Linked DNA regions of Mus musculus: region 2 is linked to region 1. Evidence: chromatin contacts called from public Hi-C data. All regions are on one chromosome and are shown on one strand. Each heading gives the region's core, a stretch centred on a gene start, on an enhancer-like site or on the middle of the called end of the contact. The rest is flanking DNA. Distances are from core to core; before and after follow the strand shown. Region 1 has its middle 260 kb from the start of 1700012I11Rik. Region 2 has its middle 270 kb from the start of Zfat.

Region 1 (2,700 bases), core at 138-2,637:
AGTCTCAAAGAGAATTGGGTATATATGCAGTCAACTTTGCAAGGGAGAAGCATTTTCTGTTTTTTTTTTACATGTATATTTTAAAATTTTTATTCTTTGCTTGTATATTAAATCCTGACCACAGTTTGCCCTCCTTCATCTCCTCCCAGCTTCCTCTCTCCCCCAGATCCACTCCTCCTCTGCTTCCCCCCAGAAAAGAGCAGGCCTTGCCTAAATATCAACCTAACATGGCATATCAAGTTACAATAAGACTAGGCACCTCCCCTCGTATTAAGGCTGAATGAGGCAACCCAGTGGGAGGAAAGGGTCACAAAAGCAAGGTCAAGAGACATAGACAGCCTCTGCTTCCATTATCAGGAGTCCAATAGCACACCAAGCTACACAACCATAACATATATGAATATGACCTAGGTCAGACCCTTGCAGGGCCCCTGATTGAGACCCTATGAACTCTGGTTAGTTGCTTCGGTGGGTTTTCTTGTGGTGTCTCTGAACTGTCTGGCCCCTACAGTCATGAGAAAGAAGAATGTCTGGTTTGAATGAAGATATGGGGGCACAGCTGTCACTATGTTACTCTCTGTTACTCCTGCCTCTCAGTAGCCATGAGGAAAGAGGTATTTTTGTGAAGACAGATGAAATGACGCCATTCGCATTACAGTTCTTGTTTCTGCCACTCCTTTTGATATTAACCTGCATTTGACTTTAACTTTTCTGCCACGGCCTCTGGGCCTCAGGATGGTATGGTTTTTTTGCTGGGTCTTGAGCAGAGAAAGATATAAGGAAAGTAGCATTTAAGAGTTTCTGGATTTCTTTTGGGAAATTTAATCAAGGTGCTCCACCCTCTGTGGTACAGAGGTTGAGATGGAAGAAGGTAGGTGGAAGATTGTGGCAAGGAGTAAATACACTGATGATGACTGGGAAACGTGGAAAGCAAGAAGGGGAATACTTCCCTTGTTCATACTTGTAAATACTATGTATATAAGTACTTATCTTTGGAGTTCTACTTACTACACGAAGATATTCAGATGATTTGAGACCATACTTGTCCTATTTACTTGACAGAATGCTTCTCTGGGTTCAGTGTGAGTAAACTTTCAGAAGGCAGTGAGTCAAGTGATAAAGCCAAGGCTGACACACTTAAGCATAGACACTGCCTGAATACCTCCCTGCCCTGTTCCATACAGTGTGAAAACAGATGGTGCTCAGAAAGGCTATTGCAAGCTATTTTATTGCTCCATCCATGCTTATTACATTGGAAGTGGCTCTTCTGTCTGGCTGACTTTTGGCCCTCCTCCGGAAGTTCTGTGCCAGTTTCATTGCTTCTACAGTTTAGGCCAAGTGACATGTAGGGTGTACCCTGGAAACTACTCCCAACTTCCTCAGAAAAACACTTCACTTTCAGAATGACTAAGGCAGCACCCGAGGTGCCATGGTCTGAATATGTGTGTCCTCTGTGGTAGTTATGTTGCAACTGAATCTCTAGTCCATCAGTACTGGGGGTGGAGCTTTAGGCAGGGATTAGGCAATGAAGGCCCTACACTCAGTGATGAGTTTAGCACCTTCTTAAAATGACTGGAGGGAATTATCTATACTCTTTGCCCATTTGTTTCTTTTGTCATATGAGGAGACATCCATTCCCACTGGAGAATGTACAAGAGAATCTAGGAAGTAGCCAAATTGGAAGCAGAGATTGGGTTATTGGCAGACAAAGAACCCAGTGGAACTTTCACTTTGACTTTCCAACCTCCAAAATGTCAAATAATATATTTTTATGGTGTATACTACACTTGTTATCCAGTCTCGGATATTTTAATAAAGAAATGAATTGACCAATACAATGGCCTTTAGTGCTAAGAAATAGCAGTGTCCTTTGCCTCGAAGGAAAGGGGTATAGGTCCCATTTTCTAGCATCCAGGACCTCTGATGGTAATACAGTCTCCAAAGAGATGTACTAAGAACTGTGTCTCTGTTTTGTACAAAGAACTTCCATGAGAGTCAAGCCTGATAAAGCTGTTTCCAAACTCCCTGATTTTTGTAGACTAATGTTTCACATCTTACTGACACCTAGGAGGCAAATCAAATTCTGACCCAGAGATGACTGTGGTAAAAATATCTCCACAGGATTGTTGGACTAATCTACACGAGGCTATACTACCCAAATCCGAGGTATATAGAGCAGCCTAAATTCCATGGACTTGTTGGATCTTTGAATGAGTATCTTCTTATATTTACTCATTGAGCTCTCCAGTGTCCCATGTCCTAGGCTTGGAGAAGAGAGAATACTAGAGTTAAGTTTCTTATTTTATGCAATTTACATTCTAAAGGAAAAAGAGACATTAACCTAGCTAGCAAATAATTGTAGTTAGTCCTCCATTTTTAGATGTTCCACATTCCTAGATTCAACCAATCATATGCCGAAAATATTTAGGAAAATTTTTGTACTGAAAGTGCACACTCTCCTATCATATTCTTTAAATTAGTTACAATATAGCAACTAATTGTAGAGTGTTTCATTTCAGTAGATAGCATAGGTAATCAAGAGATGATTTCAAATCTTCAGGAAAGTGTGCATAGGAGTTACACCTGAGTACTATGCTAATTAATATGAGAGACTTAAACATCTGAAGATTTCAGCATCCATTGTGGATCCCTGGACCAATCTACACTTTTTATTGATGGACAGCCAATATGTGACACACT
Region 2 (2,710 bases), core at 192-2,691, 510 kb after region 1:
AAGCAGCATAGGACAGTTCTACAGAGATAGCTCAGTGGTTAAAATACTTGTTGCTTAAGCATGAGTACCTGAGTTCAGATTCCTAGCACCCAGGTAAAAACCCAGGTGTGACAGTGCATGCCCATTATCCCTAAACTGTGAGGTATAGACACACGTGTGTGTGTGTGTGTGTGTGTGTGTGTGTATGTATGTATGTGTGTGTGTGTGTGTATACATATACATATACATATACATATACATATACGCATACGCATACGCATACGCATACGCATACGCATACGCATACGCATACGCATACGCATACGCATACGCATACGCATATATACATATATACATATACATATACATATACATATATATATATATATATATATATATATATATATATATAGCTTTGAGACAAGTTCTCACTATGTCGCCTTGGCTATCCTGAAACTCACTATACAGACAAGACTGGTCTAGGACTCAAAGAGATCTCCCTGCATCTGTCTCCCAAGTGCTGGGACTAAAAATAAATATGCCTACCTGACAAATATTTTAATTTCAAATGACTGTTGTAAGTAAATAAGCATATAAAACAATTGACTGGTAGAAAATATTTGCAAAATTCATACTCAAGAAAGGACTCATACCCATAATTTTCAAAAACGACATATATCCTATAACACAAAACAATCAAAGGATGGGAAAATTATGCATAGAAGTGTCATCAGTTATGAAATGGCTAATTTATACATTGCAGGTGCTAATATAGGGATATGAACAAAACCACAGCAAAATACATTCCCACAGAGAGTAAGTATAATACAGGAAAAGGATTAAAGCTGAATTCTGAAGACGTAGAAACATGGGTAATAGCACATCACCAGTGATAAGGACGTTGTGCAAACACTTTGGAAAACATTCCAGCAGTTTCTAGAATGTTAGACACGGACCTGAGAGGAGCCACTGATCTACTCTTAGTTCTCTATTCAAGGGCAAGGAAAATGTTGAATAGCATGTGAATATTCACTGCAGTCTTGTTCAAATAGAAAAAGTTTCAAGTAAGCTATGTGTCTATTAATTGTGGGATAGATCACTGAAGTGTAATGTATTCACTAAAGTGAATAGGATTTAGCAATAAGGAATTGAGATGGCTCATTGAGTAAAAACAGATGACACCAGACCTGACAAGTCCCCAGAACCCGCATGATGGAAGAACAAAAGCTGTCTCCTTCCTGCAACCAGTCTTCCAAACTCCACATCCATACACATCGAGACATGCATGTGTATACACACATAAGAAATAAATTAATAAGAAAACAACTTTAAAATGCAATAATGATGCATGCCACAGCACCAGATGAGGTTCATTTTCATGACATTAAGTGAAATAAGCCAGATACAAAAAGCCTCATATTACGTAATTCTGTAAAAGAAACTCAAGAATAAGCAAAATACAGAACCAAAAATAAAGTGCTGGTTGCTTGGAGCTGTGGTTGGAAACATGGATTAATATAGACACATGTGATCTTGTCGTACGGATAAAAAAAATGTCTTGAAATTGATTTACAGTGATGGCTGCATTTGGCAAGGTTACTAAATATAATTGAATTGTATATTCAAGCTGAGTGAATTTAATGTTATATAAATAAAATTCAATAAGCCTATTAAGAAACAATAAGCCAAAACAGCAGTGTTATGGACTGAATGTTCACATATCCCAACATGGCTGCAATTGTATCTGACCCCTGGGAGGTAATTAGATAATGAGTGTGGAATGTTGGTGAATGAGAGCTTCCCTGCCTCCCCCTCCATACTTTCTTCCATGTAATGATAGCTGTCTGCCATGCAGAAGAAACCCTTCCCACAAGCCCCACACCACCAGCATTTGCCATGTCAAATTTGTGACCAATGACTTTGGTCTCCAGGACAGTGAAAAATTAAACCTGAACAAACCAGCCTCTTGCCATTCTTTAAAACAGCTGAGCTGACTAAAAGATAAAATGTGGATGGAAGGGAGACTGGGTCAGAGTGTTTGCTGTGCAAGCTTGGGAACCTGAGTTCAAATCCCCACCACCCATTTAACAGGTCAATGTAGCTGTACCCATATCCCCAGTATTGAGGGGTATGGGAAGCAGAGACAGGAGGATTGTTCAGCTTGCTGGCCACCAGCCTTGTTCCAGATTCATCAAGAGACCCTACCTTCAAGGAGTGATAGAGGGGTAGATCTGGACACTCAACACACCCTCTCCTGGCCTCCATATGTCCAGAGGCTATGCACACACATGGGTATACATCATATATATATCTCACACAAGTAAAATGAAATATCAAATATCAACACATGTTTAAAACAGAGAACAGTCTGGAATGCAAACTTTTGCTTTCTTTAAGTTTGAAATATCTCACATTTTCCAATTTTAACAATAAATCGGTAAAGATGTTTACTACTTGAGACACAAGGTTGTCCATGGGGCTGTATCTTGCCATGACTGGAAAGTACTTCTGAGGTAGCTATATCATTGTTATTGTTGCTTTATGAGTTATCGAAAATCTATGCTTGGTAATTGCTTTAGTGGTTTTTACTCATCTTCAGCAATACTTGACTTATAACTGGGCTCAGAGGAGATCACTGTCAGCTTAAATCAGTGCCTTCTCTTCTCCCAGATCCAATGAGAGAATTTCCACAGATACCTTAGCCACTCAAGAGTTTCTTCCTGAGAATGCT

Evidence for each region. A called contact is a pair of places that touch in the nucleus more often than the background predicts.
Region 2: a Hi-C map of bone marrow-derived macrophages shows a contact between it and region 1, with 14 read pairs. The contact joins two enhancer-like sites. A contact is called at or near these places in 2 of 484 Hi-C or Micro-C datasets (bone marrow-derived macrophages and nephron progenitors) and 1 of 115 datasets of contacts at active chromatin or transcription factors (fibro-adipogenic progenitors).

The regions. Positions count from the first base shown.
Region 1 is chr15:67,480,499-67,483,198 of GRCm38.p6, forward strand. No RefSeq gene overlaps it. Among named protein-coding and RNA genes, the nearest start is that of 1700012I11Rik, 260 kb to the left of the region's middle. Within about 2 kb of position 1,388, at least 42 of the 459 cell types and tissues checked have an H3K27ac peak or open chromatin away from gene starts, as enhancers often do. A contact at or near this core is called in bone marrow-derived macrophages, where this site is marked.
Region 2 is chr15:67,988,365-67,991,074 of GRCm38.p6, forward strand. No RefSeq gene overlaps it. Among named protein-coding and RNA genes, the nearest start is that of Zfat, 270 kb to the right of the region's middle. Within about 2 kb of position 1,442, at least 8 of the 459 cell types and tissues checked have an H3K27ac peak or open chromatin away from gene starts, as enhancers often do. A contact at or near this core is called in bone marrow-derived macrophages, where this site is marked.